2 separate regions of the Mus musculus genome follow, and region 2 is linked to region 1. Evidence: chromatin contacts called from public HiChIP or PLAC-seq data. All regions are on one chromosome and are shown on one strand. Each heading gives the region's core, a stretch centred on a gene start, on an enhancer-like site or on the middle of the called end of the contact. The rest is flanking DNA. Distances are from core to core; before and after follow the strand shown.

The links. HiChIP or PLAC-seq counts read pairs in DNA pulled down with a chosen protein or histone mark.
Region 2: an H3K27ac HiChIP or PLAC-seq map of heart atrium shows a contact between it and region 1, with 6 read pairs. The contact joins two enhancer-like sites. A contact is called at or near these places in 5 of 484 Hi-C or Micro-C datasets (cerebellar granule neurons, cerebellum, embryonic stem cells and 2 more) and 4 of 115 datasets of contacts at active chromatin or transcription factors (embryonic stem cells, forebrain, heart atrium and 1 more).

The regions. Positions count from the first base shown.
Region 1 is chr4:82,329,985-82,337,246 of GRCm38.p6, reverse strand. Nfib (nuclear factor I/B) reads left to right here. Exons shown (of 12, transcript NM_001113209.2): 7 at 6,821-6,955. Among named protein-coding and RNA genes, the nearest start is that of Nfib, 170 kb to the left of the region's middle. Within about 2 kb of position 3,721, at least 4 of the 459 cell types and tissues checked have an H3K27ac peak or open chromatin away from gene starts, as enhancers often do. A contact at or near this core is called in heart atrium, where this site is marked.
Region 2 is chr4:82,480,615-82,487,876 of GRCm38.p6, reverse strand. The region is part of intron 2 of Nfib (nuclear factor I/B); the gene reads left to right. It also overlaps 2310067E19Rik. Among named protein-coding and RNA genes, the nearest start is that of Nfib, 22 kb to the left of the region's middle. Within about 2 kb of position 4,401, at least 22 of the 459 cell types and tissues checked have an H3K27ac peak or open chromatin away from gene starts, as enhancers often do. A contact at or near this core is called in heart atrium, where this site is marked.

The DNA of each region.
Region 1 (7,262 bases), core at 2,472-4,971:
ACAGGCTGCTACAGACTGAGGAAGCGGGTCTTTGCTTTGATGAAGAAATTGCCAAAACTCACGTCTCATTAGTGTTTCCTAGGGTTCCTTGGAAGTGAACAACAGTTTAATTAAGGGCTGACGTAAACACATTTCTGCACACTTTCCCTGCAGCATTTTATCACATTAGAATCGATCAAAATTGTTGCCTTGGGCTGACTTGAACAGATATACATCTGGAGCTCCATTTGTGCAAGCTGCTGCCGGGCTGCGTACGTACGCTGTGCTCGCTGCAGCTCGCTCCTTTTGTAGCTGAAATTACCTTGTTGGGAGATGAGTTGACCTAACTCCTTATTTGCTTAAGCCTTTATCTCTTTGAAGTGATGCTGTGAAGTGAATGACACATCAGAGCTTAGGATGTGTGCATGCTACAGTGCCAAGAACTCACAGTATAGCTAGTAAAAAAATTATAACTTGGTTTGCAAAATACTTGTTTAAAGATAGGCTTAAGTCCATCTTTAAACGTCTATCAGTGGCTTACTCAAACTTTTGTTTTTGTTTTTGTTTTTTGGTCTGGAAGCATTTTATTTTATAATTCACTATATAATTAGCTCTAAAGCCATAGCTAATTGTCCAATTATGAATCAAAGCACAGGTGTGGACAGCAAAGAGCATTGCCTTCAACATGCATCTTTCTTTTTGAAGGCTTAGCCCTCCTAGACTTTTGTCACTAAGACAAATCCTTGGTACAACCTAATATTATCAGGGTTATAATTATTTAATGAAATTTGTATTTTCCATCCACCCCTTTAGCTGGATTGTGAGCTTCACCAGAACATGGGCAGGGAGACTTGTTTCACACCTTGAACTTTGTGTACAGCTGAACCCCCTCACATTTTGGGGGGTGCTCAGTGGTTGCCTTTGATGTCTCTCTTTGGCTTCTTTAACCGCTCTTTTGTTGTTGTTAAACCATGTTCCACTATAAACTTTATTTTCCCCCTTTTATTGAAAGTAAATTGTTTCTCACACAGTACATCCTTATTATGGTTAATGGAGTGTGTATTTGAAGCTAGCCATCTTGGGTTGATTCTGCTCACTGTTCTGCTGGTGAATATCCCATCTCACAGCTTCTCTCACTCATAAGAAATTCGAAAACAAGCTACCTAGACATGATACCTGCCTTACCTCTTCCAGGTTTTATTTGAATTCTATATTTTTACTACATTCATCCCTAATTAATATGATCTTCCGTAAATATATATATATATGTGTGTGTGTGTGTGTGTGTGTATTACATATACATATATGTCCACAAATATACATCATATATAATATTATATATATATATATAATGTGTGTATATATGTATATATATGATGGAACAGATAAAAATTAGTCATCAAGTAATATAAGATTTGGGTGTAAGATTACTAATGAAATCTCGGCCTCAGAATTTCTTACGATTTTTTTATTGGTTGGGCTTGTGTGTATGTGTGCAAACCTTGGCCTGCATATGGTAGCCAGAGGAAAGCTTACAGCAGCCAACTCTCTCCTATTATGTGAGTTCTGGGGTTGAGATTCAGATCACCAGGCTTGATATGAATGCCAGTGCCTGCTGAGCCATTGTGCTGGCTGAAAGCCTCAAACTTTTCCCCAAGGGGGATTACGGTTTGCCTAAGTGTGTTAAGGTGGACAGGGTGTTGTGTGAGTAGAATGGGAGAGAAGGAATGTAACTTAATAAGTGGCAAAAATGTCACACACCGAGAGTGAGAGAGGGCAGGTAGCACATTCCTTCCACCCCCAAGTTCACTGTGAACTTTCCTAATGCTCATTAAGGCTAGGGCTATAGCTGGTGGCAGGTACACTTGTATGTGCATGGAGTCCAAGCTCTTAAAACATTGAGGAAGAAGGATTCTGAGTTCAAGACCAGCCAGGACTTACATACATACACACAAACATACATAATACATATACTCACATATATATGTGTACACACACACACGTAAAAATATATAATCTAGGAAAAATAAACAGAAAGTTCGTCAAAGTTTGGGACAGTTTTCTTTTTTCTTTTTTTTTTTAAATTAGGTATTTTTCTCATTTACATTTCCAATGCTATCCCAAAAGTCCCCCATACCCTCCCCCCCACTCACCTCCCCCACCACTCCCACTTTTTGGCCCTGGCATTCCCCTGTACTGGGGCATATAAAGTTTGCAAGTCCAATGGGCCTCTCTTTCCAGTGATGGCTGACTAGGTCATCTTTTGATACATATGCAGCTAGAGTCAAGAGCTCCGGGGTAACTCCGGGGTTAGTTCATAATGTTGTTCCACCTATAGGGTTGCAGATCCCTTTAGCTCCTTGGGTACTTTCTCTAGCTCCTCCATTGGGGCTTGATCCATCCAATAGCTGACTGTGAGCATCCACATATGTGTTTGCTAGGTCCCGGCGTAGTCTCACAAGAGACAGCTATATCAGGATCCTTTCAGCAAAATCTTGCTAGTGTATGCAATGGTGTCAACGTTTGGAGGCTGATTATGGGATGGATCCCTGGATATGGCAGTCTCTAGATGGTCCATCCTTTTGTCTCAGCTCCAAACTTTGTCTCTATAACTCCTTCCATGGGTGTTTTATTCCCAATTCTAAGAAGGCGCAAAGTGTCCACACTTTGGTCTTCATTCTTCTTGAGTTTCATGTGTTTTGCAAATTGTAACTTATATCTTGGGTATTCTAAGTTTCTGGGCTAATATCCACTTATCAATGTGTACATATCATTTGAGTTCTTTTGTGATTGGGTTACCTCACTCAGGATAATGCCCTCCAGCGGGACAGTTTTCTAAGGTGAGGTCATTTCCTTTGTAAATGAGGTATTCCTAAATCAGACTTCTACCTTGTCAGGCCTTCCTGGCTTTTGCTTCTTTCTCACCAGTTGTGAGCTCTTTCTGCTCTCTTCTTGCAGAAGCACCAGCTACCTCTGTCTCTTTCTCTTCGGTGGCATTATCTTATGCATTATTCAACTTACCCTTTATTATGTATGTATTATCATTCAACTTATTATATATTTATACATTATCCAGCTTTGTTATTCAACTAATTTTCAATTTAATCTTTTTATGTATTATTCTTCCTTCTTGGGGAACAGTAGGTTGCAAAAAGCACAGCATTTGTTTTTCTAGACAGAAAGGCCACTGAAAGACATCTCTCCCATATTTCCAGTCCTGGAACACTCTTTATATAGTATATGAGTGCATTAAAAATAGAAATGATATCATTCTTGGGTTGAACGCCTAATAGACCACAGAATTTCAAAACAAAATAAAACCAAAACAATTCAAGTTTTATACATAGTTAAAATGCAATGTCTAGAGACCCAGCTCTGAGGTCCCAGCATAAATGGCCTTTTACCCTGCCTCCCCCCAGTCGACTGATGTATTGTCCTTTGAGAGAAATTCACTTTTTGCCTCTGAGTGTTCAGCATAGTGCTGCTTCCATCCCACATAGCAGTATTTCTTTATTGATTAATGAGCCCAGAATTAATTTAACTTAATGGGAAGACAAAGAAATGAAACTAAACTCTAGCACTCTCCTGCTTTGTCGAATGTCAATGCTTCTGCTTGTCCTGGTGCTCCTTCTCAGTCTTGTTCCTATTCTGAGTTATTTTTGTTGTTAAGCAGGAGATAGCTTGTAGTCCTTTTCACCTTGTGGATAGCCACTGTCGCTCTGCTTCTGCTATGTCTCCTTTGTAATCCTCTGTGCTCTGCACATGGAAATACTGCTATTATTAGGCCCATGTCTACAAGAGCCATGTCTACATGGCTCCCTTAAAGTGTAGACTTCTAACAACCGCTTACAAAAGCTAAGGGTATCATTTTGGCCAAGAAAAGTTTTAAATCATTAAGTTAAAAATGACAAAGTCACTCACCATCTTACATTTTTATAGTAATAATACTTGACTTGTCCCGGTATGAAAGGACACTCATCTGAGCTTGTCTGGTTGCTGTGGTAGTTCGGAGGCTCTTCTTGTTCTTTGCAAGTGGTAGAGCCAGAATGGCTCCCTTCTGTTTCTGAATACACAGAGAGCTCTCCCTTTACATGATGTGTGCTGTGCTCTATCACCCACTCCAGGAAGACTTGGAAAACTGACTTGTACAGCTTCGGTTCTTTTAAATTAACCTGTAGGCAGAGGTAAACATAAGAGTCAATATTAAGTTACTGCCTTTTTTAAACCATCTGTCACTAAAAATTTGAAATGGAGAAGCTGAGGGTTTAAGAGCACTGGCTGCTTTTGCAGAGTCCCTGGATTCGGTTTCCAGGACTCAGGGGGCGCTCCTTAACCTTTGTAACTCTAGTTTCAGGGATCCAGTCTGTTCTCCTAACCTGCACAGTTCACATCGTACAGGCAGCACTTACATAAACTCAGACAAAATACTCACACATTTAAAAGAGTCCATCTTTTTAAAGAGTTTAGAACACTTTAGGGCAAAAAAATGCACTTTGTTATCTATCATAAGGAATGAAATAGAGCGTCCTCTTCTAACAATTTGTGTATCTAACTTCTGCTTTGAGTAGGTCAAACCCAATATTGAATCATTCCTTTTAAGGTCACATCGTTCTTGGGGAAATCTCAGTATTGTCTTTACTATTTTGAAGATAACAGCCAAAATAAACTTCCTTTCTCTCTCTATTTTTTTTAATTAGGTATTTTCCTCATTTACATTTCCAATGCTATCCCAAAGTCCCCCATAAACCTTGCTTTTACACCCCTTAGTAGCCGCCTTAATTGTTGTGGCTCCATGAACCACTTTCTTTTCTTTTTGTCCTTTGGAGAACTATATTAAAAACCTGAAGTCTAATAGATTAGTGGCCACCCATTAGTCAGAAGCATAGCGTCTGCCTTTCTGCAGACTGGTACTGCCTTAAGTGCCAGCACGCTCAGAACACATACTCAGTTTTATTGGATGCCTCTTCCAGAACTCAGACAATTTTTTCCAATGGTAAAATACAAATGGCAACTAGTCTCTCACATCTATAACACTGGGAGGTCTTCTTCTTATTTCAGAACATTGTGAATAAATAATTCTGGTCATTTTTTTAAAAAAATGTAGTGTTGTAGTTGTAGTGGTTTTCTTTTAACCCTCTTCTTCTAAACCTGTACACAGAAATAGTCAGAGGTGAAGTCAGATGGTAGTGCATGTACTTCAAAAGTGATGCAGGGAGCAGATGAGGAGGTGAGACTCTTGATGATGGCTGAGGCTGTCTACTGAATACAAGAAGGCCATTGTTATGATGGCTACTGTGCACACATTTAAAATTCTTGATGATAAAATTCAAATTTTATAGGTCGTGTCATTGTTAGAGCTCCTTAATATAAATTTATAAGCCTCCATAAAAATGAGCATTAGTTAAGATGTTAGCTCCTGAGTTATCTCCCTTCTATTGGTGCTTGTTGGATACCCTGGTGAGATATGCTGTGTGATGCAATCCCAGAATAGCCTGGGTTGAGCCGGGCTTTCTCAGCAGTCCGCTTTGATTTACCTGCATTAATTCTACTTGCTTATCCAATGTGTGGGTGCTCTCCCCATTTTTGTTTCAACCTCTCATCTTCTATATTTTGGGAGTGTTAAGTACTTATGGAATGGGTGAATGCAACCATGCGTACTTCTCATGGCGTGGTCAGCAGCATCTTATAATTCCTTTTTACTTTACATTGCCTCACTCTATAGAAGCAGAGAGGCAATCCAGTTCACGGTTGTATCCCCAGAAACTGATGGCGTTTCTGGCATGAATTAGGCCTCTAATCCATATTTGTGAAATGAATATATTAATCACAAATCATGTTTCTTTTTTCAATGGGCCTCCATAATGAGTCTATTATAGATATTCTAACTATATCACACAGTTTCTGGGAGATATGTTCTATCTAAACAGTCTATTTATAATATGTTACCCCTCTATAAGATTCAGACATGAGAGCTTGTAATCAGTCTATGTTCGTATGTGTCTTTCCCAATGATTATCCCCCTCGGTATAGGTCCCTTGGACTACTCAGGAATATCATGTTGTCCTACCACGTCTGAATACCTTTTTCTCTAGACCTGTGATCCCTATGTACATTTTGGAATTGGCACATGGAGGCTTCCATCCTTAACCTGAGGCAGAGGAGGACAATACTCGGCACCAGAGGCTGGGAATATAACAGCCAATGCCACAGTGCCTCTGTTCTCAGCCCACACACTTCCTCTCCACTGGTGACAACTGTTTCCACTCCATTTTCCTCTTCACTAACAGCAAATGTCCCTAAGTCAGAAACTGCCTTTTATTTGTCTTAACATCCATATTTATCTGGAAAATAGAGGAACCTGGTAAACATTTGTAGAAGGAGCAAGTTGAGAATGTATTCCCTTTGTTTTTGCTAAACAAGTCAAAATGTTCTTTGTAAAAGATGTTAAGCTGGGTATTGTTTCTCACACATCAGTGCCTGGTTACCCCCCTTGCCATTGTCATAACATAGTCATCAGTTCAAATAATAGCCCCCAAATCCTTAAAGTCAAAGCTGCCCACACTGGGCCACAGAAGACCTTCAAGCCTGCAGCATATGGATTCTCAGATCCTCAGAGTTTCTTTGACGGCACTTTAGGTTAGCTTTAGCAAAGAATGTTTCTAAAAGACATTTTCCAGCTCTAGCCTGCCTGGGTCTTTGACCTTGTGTATAGATTTCTCTAAACGGGTGAGGGCGAAAGAATCCAACAGTATTAAGAAATGTGATGTGTTATCATGACATGGCACTCCTTGCTTAAATGAAGAAGGCCAGGCAGATTGAATGTGTCACTTTCTCCTTACAGATATGTCTTCTCCAACTACAATGAAGAAGCCTGAGAAGCCACTGTTTAGCTCTACATCTCCACAGGATTCTTCCCCAAGATTGAGCACTTTCCCCCAGCACCATCATCCCGGAATACCTGGAGTCGCGCACAGTGGTGAGGAGTTTGAAGCAGAGAGGAAAGGCCTCTTGACCACACACCAAACACTTAAGGGTGGAGGGGAAGTTTATTGTCGTTGCTATGGTGACAATATCCTCTCCACCCAAAAGACAGGGTTGCTAATGGACAAAATATTTTTCTTACCAGTTTAGGAGAAAATATTTAAGATTATATAATTTAACAATGTGGCCAAGGACTGATAAATTCTAGTATGGTCAGTGATGCAGGAATGATGCCTGAAACAGAGGGGGACCCATATATATCTGTGAAATTATTGGGATATTATTCTGGAAACCTTAGGAAA
Region 2 (7,262 bases), core at 3,152-5,651, 150 kb before region 1:
GCTTGCTTCTTTTCTGACTTCTGCTCAGTTAGCTTTCTTATCTAGCCCAGTCCCACCTGCATAGGGATGGTGCTGCACAGAGTGGACTGGGCTCTCTAATATCAGTTAACAGTCAAGAAAATGCTTCACAGACATGTGCAGACCAATGTGATAGAGATTGTCTCCAATTGAGGCTTCCTCTTCTCAGGTGACTCTGTCAAGGTGACACCAACTACTAAGCAGTATATAAGCATTTAGTCTCTTAAACATAGGACATGCCTATGATTAACACAGTTCTGCTCTTGCCTTTATGAGCTTTGTTACTTTGGTCAAGTCTTTTGATTTTTCTCTTTGATAAACTAGGATTTCTAATGACTATTTTAGGATTTGTGTAATCATGTAAGTAGAGCACTCATTTAATAGCCATTATTATTTTTTTAAATATTTTTTATTACATATTTTCCTCAATTATATTTCCAATGCTATCCCAAAAGTCCCCCATACCCTCCCCCCCACTTCCCTACCCACCCATTCCCATTTTTTTGGCCCTGGCGTTCCCCTGTACTGGGGCATATACAGTTTGCGTGTCCAATGGGCCTCTCTTTCCAGTGATGGCCGACTATTATATAAAGGAATATAGTGTATAGACTACCTGAGCATGGAGGGAAGGAATATGTGAATATTTAAACAAGTACTCATCACTGTGTTAGTAGCTATCTCCAGCAAAAATAAAACATCCTAAAGAGAGAGGATGGGGGAAGCAATGTTCCAGCAATACGCCCGTGTATGGGTCCTTGCTAGTAAGAACTTTGAAGGTAGGCATATACAGTTAGCTGATCCTATAAGGTTTTGAAATACACTTAAATTACTGTATCATTTCAGGAGTCCTCAGATTTTCTTGAGTTTCCTTAATGCATCTAGGAATATTTTAGGGAAAGGAGTAAAATCATTTTCTTTGTGGCTTCCTGAATCAAAAGCTTGACCCGTGTTTGATAAAGAGTGTCCTAGTCAAACCTTGAAGTGAACTTGTTACCCTGCTGTGGAACGTGGATCTCTCCTGTGTATCAAGATGAAGTCACCCACACTTGGAAGAGCTTCGTTTACATTGTAGATTGGGTTGGACAGAAGTGTGGATATGACAAGGCTGAACGGCTAGTTAAAATGAGCGAGCTGCTGGTCTTGAGACTCTCAGTCAGAAAGGTCCCGTGACCCTTAGTTGGGTCAGAGCCTCAGACAGTTTAATTGCTTACGTGGATTGTTTTGATTCTATTGCCGGCTGACTCTTCAAGTCAGCCTTCCTACTCCTCCTTTTTGTGGCTTTCCGAAAATTAATTAAATGACCTCTAGAGGGAAGAACTTAGTATTTATTGCTTAGAGCAATTTCACTTTTACTAAGAGCAACTGGAAGTCAAAGGAGAAATGGTTAAAACATTGGCTTCTCCCCACCATGAGGGATCAGCGTTTGACTTAGGTGACTCTGGTTCGTTGGCTCCCCATGGGCGTGGAGCTAAATTGGTATGCCAGATTCCTGGGCAACGGGATGATCCTGCTCTCTGTGGCCAGTGGACTGTTCCTCTCACTCACTTTGCAGAGCAGTTTGGAAACTGTGGAGATTAAGAGGGAAGTATCTTAAATTATATGTTAGGCTGATGGTATGTGCAGAAGAAACATATTCCTACATGAAGGGCTTGACCATGGTGTTTATCATAGACCTAATGGCTCTAGTCAGGGCTCAGAAGGAGAAGTTGTTCCACACTTGTCTAGTAGTTAAAGGGTAACTAGGGTGTGCACATCAGAACATTGATCGGCTTGCTTGGATTCTGGTCCAGAAGTGCTAATGATCTGTGCTGTGCCTTTTCTTTTTGAGAAGAGACTGGCATTCAGTTGCTGTTCACAGGATACAGAGAGATCTATAAAAGTGAGTTCCTAGAACACAGTGTATCCTCAAGTTTTCAACACTCAAATCGGATTGCTGCTGATAACATTTGTAACATTTGTTACTGTGTCTTCCCAATGCTCTTGAAGAGCTTTGTGTACACTTCTAATAGAAGTTAATGAGATGCTACAATGAGAACATCCACATGGATCCTAAACACTGGCTGTGTTCTGTAGCTTCTCAGAGTTGCTGCAGTGTCTCTTTTATTCCTACCACGTCAAGCATCATGTTGCAGGGTATGACCTGTAGTTATCATGTGCAATTTTGGTTCCATTTATAGTCTCCAAATAAGGGAAAAGCAGCTTATAGTAATATGAGGATCACTGGTCTTACAATAATTAAATAGACTTGTTATACGGCATTAATCCCGTTTGGAACAGTTGGAATGACTTCTCAGTACTAACAAACACAGCATTAGGGCTCACAGTTAATCTGCTTTTTGTATCCAACATTCGTATAATATAAAACATGTGTATGGAGAAACATATTTTAGATTTAAGATGAGTTCATGGGAGGACAAAATGAAATTGTATTAGATTCTAGCAATATGAACACAGTTCCAAATACTGATAAAATCTGGAATTCATTTAGAATGAGAGTAGGTAGAAAAATATTTTTAGCAACTTGCAAGTTTTCTTTGCTGAATACCGTGTTTGTATTCTTAGAATTGGATTTTTTTTTGCTGAGATCCATGTGTGGTAGATGTATGAGACATACATGTAATGTGAACAGAAACCTTTATGCAGCTATTGATGCCTTGTAAGTTGTGGTTATGGTATCTGTCATTGGTACAACCTCTGGTCTGTCCTTGAGAGCTGAAGCAGACTCAGTTTTAAAGTCTGGTCCGATCTGCTTCTGTAGGTCATGGGAATGGTGCTAGTGAAAGATTTATCTTTCATTCACTGTTCAAAGAACATCATTACGGTTTTGTTGAAAGGGCTCCTGGGTTAGGATTATGTTTATGTCTCCTGTGGTACAAGCCCCATGAGGCAGGGTTTTCTCATCAGTGTAGACTTCCTTACTGTCCTTGAATGTTCCACACTTGGGATGTGAGTTCATCTTTGGTGCTCTAGTTCCAGGAAACGAATCTCAGGAAGGATGAAGTATTGGTCCATCATAGGACAGATTGCATCGCCTGTGCAGAGGAGTGTGGAAAATCCTGTGATTACTGAGTGGGGTACAGCCATTTTATGTCACGTGCCTGGGACCAGCTACCACATTGTCAGGGAAAAACACGATGTAGCAACAGTATTAGATCATGCAAATGAGACTACTGAATAGTAATAGTTATGGGCAATATTTTGGAAAACACTGATTAGTGACAGTTTTATTACAGCAAATGTATGTATCAAGTCCCCAGATTTCATTGTAACGCACTGAAAACAGATGTCAAAGTGTCCCAAACAGAATTTCATGGTTAATCTACATATTGCATGGAAAGTGCAAACAAACCATTTAGAATTCTGTTATTTAATCCTTTTAGAAGGAACGAAAATAGACAATTTAGGTTTTCTTCCTTCTTTCTTTTAATTTCAGTTTTTGTTTTCTAGGGACTGAGGATAAATTATTTTTCTGTTTGTTTTTTTTTTAAAGATGCATATGGGAGGAGATATGTTTGCCTATGGATGTGATTTTACGTAGTGTACTTTAAACTGTAACTTTCTGAGCATAAGGTCTTTGTACTATAGAAAGGAAAAATTAGGTGCTAAATTATTTAGTGACCTGGCAGTGGAATTACTTTCTTGTATTTCTTTGTTTACTGGCAGATTTCATTCTGGGCCACACAACGATGCAGCTGAAATGAAAGAGAAAGCAGTTAGTGACTACTTCTGTCATGTCTCTGGGGGACTTTGTCTCTCAGGGACTCAGTTTCTAGAGGACTTCTCTAAGACCTCTTAACTCTGGCATCTTAGGAATTTGGCCTCTGGTTAGTTTGGCCAAGGGGCAGGGCAGTCTCCACCATGATAACCAGCTCTGAAAGAGTTGATACCCTTGCTAAATTGGAGTTTTAATATGTTTTATTTATTATTGAGTATTATGTAACATTTCTATGTGGTTAATTCAAAGTCCAATAAGCAGATGGTTTAGGTCGGTCTATACTTAAAAATAAAAAAAAGGTTACTCTTGGAGTAGCCTTTATTTGGTAGGATTTTAGTGCAGAGGGGCGGGGTGTGTGTGTGTGGGGAGGTCTCAAGAGATTACAGTTCGGAATATTGTGCTTAAGAGACCCAAGCCTCTTTGGTTGTTTATGTTAGTCTGACTGCTACAGAGGCAGAATAAGCATAGCTAATAAGAAGTATGAGTTTATGAAAACACCAGCCACACTTTTTAAAAGAAGCACAGACAAAAGTCACAACACATCGACTGTTCTCATTTTCACTTTCGTGAAATAAATTGACTCAAGGGTCTTCTGTTTTCTCTCTGCTGTCTCTTCTTAGGAAGTGCTGTAAGGAAGTCAGGCCGCAGCCATGTTTTTCAGGGGAAGCTGCCTTTCCATTCTCAGTGGTTGGCAAACACTCCCTTAAAGTTACAGACAGCTAGCTAATATCACGGAGATGCTAACAGTCGGGAAACAGAAAAGAATCTACTAAAAATGCATCGTTAAGGTTAAGCTTCCAGCAAGATATGACTTGATGTATTTGGATAAGTGTTTGAAATTGGTTTAAGAAAAAAAAGTAAGTTGAGAGTTTCATATTTTAAGAAAAACAGGAGCTGTCTTGAGGAGTTGGTGTGCAGGTTGCTTCTGAATCCCGGCGACTTTCAGATTAGTTTGATAATTACTCTCTCCATTCCCTCTGGGCCATGTACATCTTTTATCTCAGTTATATATTTTTTTTAAAGTTTAAGACAAACATAATATAACTGCTCTTATCTAAGAAATGCTTCTAAGGCTTCTGTCTCAGTTCAGTTTTTAGAAAACGAAACACTAGGTTCAATGTCAAAGGACCCTTCAATGGATATTTTAAGGTAAGAGTCTTTTTTAGTATGGGAAAGATGGCTCTTGAGTTCACGTTTCACATGTTATCTTGTCCCCTGGAGTATGGCGAACACTGGACTGAAGAGGAGGCAGGCATGGTTAAAAAAAATTAAATACATGTTAAATACACATTCTTCCAAAAAGTTCATTTCTAGCTTGATGGTCATGAAACAAGTTTTAAGGTATGTTTCTCAGGCACAGTTGTAGATAGATAAATGCATGAATAAAGTTGGATAAGAGTGTAAGGCAAAGCCATGGCCATGATGTGGGAGTGTCCCAGGAAGCAACGGCATTTATTTAACGAGCAAATGCATGTAAATGTAGACTGTGTATAGAATAACAGGAGAATTACATGTGGTTATTGAAGTGGTGAAAGGGAGAACCTTCAAATTGGGTAAATTGTATACCGGGATTTGCTGTCTTTATTTTCTTCTATCTATTGATTGGTCAGTGTTTCAAACTGTCATTCTACGTATACATACTATAAGTTTTCAGAATGAGCAAAATGAAACCAAATGGTGTGCCCATGCCAGTCACTGAGCGTATTCTTGATCATGCCATGGGTCTGAATGATGGTTTTATTGTTCACCATGTGGTTGGGTCCATTAGTTTTATTTGCTAAGCTTTGGTTTTCTGAGCTCTGGAGTGGTATTGCTGGTCTACTCAGCAGTTCTGAGATCAAATCAGAAAATGCCTGTAAAGTGCTTAGCACCACGCCTCTCACACTGCAGGTGCTTGATAAGGCATAAGGCATTTACCTTCAGCTGGGTATAGTGCAAACCCAGCTCTCAGGAGGCTGAGACAGGTGGCTGTCTGTGAGTTCCAGCAAGCCAGGGCTACAGAGTGAAACTATCTTAAAAAACAAACAAGCCAACAAACAGACAAAGAGACAACTCATCCCAAATCTAAAATCATTACCAGTATACTCTGATACTAACCAGCTCACACAATGTGGACATATAGTAGCTCTTCAATATTTATTCTATAGGAGAGTGCTCCCGACCTTTCTCTGAGGAGCCTAGAAGATGAAGTGTCCCCTTCGCGGGGGGTAGAATATTAATTTGAGGACAGTTAATAAAGTGAGAAGAAAAAACTCTGAAGTTCGCAGTTTTTCAAATATTGTAATTATGGCGAGAATTCTGGCAGATAGTATGGTTGCTGTGTGATTTCTGAAGACTTCATCCCTCCTGTGCATGGCAGAGAACTACAAAAGGTTACCATCCTCATGCCAGCATCTGTAGGTAACTTACAAGCATAGCCTTCCCTAGGAGCATAAAGACATGCTGGATACCAGTAACATTTCTTATTAGAATCCAATATACATAGCTATTACTCATTATTCCTAAATCCCTTTAATTTAGGTTATAAGAAAATTGCTGACATAAAAGGATTTGGAAACAACACTGAACATACCCATTGTTACCTAACAGCAAGTACTTGGGACAATGGTATTTATTTACATCAGAAACAAGACTTTATGTGTTCATACACTTTACTAATGATATGCACATATATAGTGCTTACATATCTATTTACAATATGTATTCCCTTTTTATCCTATTAGTTTTAATCCTAGTTCCCCAAATCAGCTGAGAAGAAATATTTCAATATTGTATATAAGTTTATTCTCTGGAGAAGAATTTGACTGTTTTGTCTTTTTAAATGTTAAAATTATTTGATTGATTATATAATTTTAAGTGCCTGAAATATTGTGGTACTAGAATCTTTGCCTCAATATTCACTTCATAGAAATCTTGCCTTGTTACTCATTTAATGGTTGGTAGCTTTTCTAAAGTATGTATTATGTGTGTGTATACATTCTCCTATTAAATATGATTTTTTTCACATACAGAGCTAATGAGGTAAGCATTTATGAAACTATTAGGGTATATCTATCTATCTATCTGAATCATCTGGTGTAAATATACAAAGTGGTTGAGAGCACACTCACAGGAGAGTAATACTGTACCTGTTACAGTTTTAGTATTTTAAGGAGGATTATGACTTTGCTCGAGTAATTTGCAAGTAGAAGAGAAAAGATCATGGTCGCTTGTACTGTCGATGAGCAGCAGAAAGCTCCTGGCGGTGGAGCAGGCATAGCTACCTAACTGTCTCAGCCTCTCCTAAATATAGCTAGCGGTGCTGAGCTTGCTGGGAGGAGACCCTGAGGGACTGTAATGGAAAGGTCATAGAGAAGGTGAGTCTTAGGCAGTGTTTTCTCAGGGGCTTTGTGACAAAACAAAACAAAAGGGAAGATTACCAGGAGTCTACATGTGTGCCTTGCCCTCCCTCGCCAACGCCGTGCTCTGCACTGAGTACGTATGTGTTGGACAAACTGGATCTTTTGGTAAAAAATTGTTAAAAGAATTT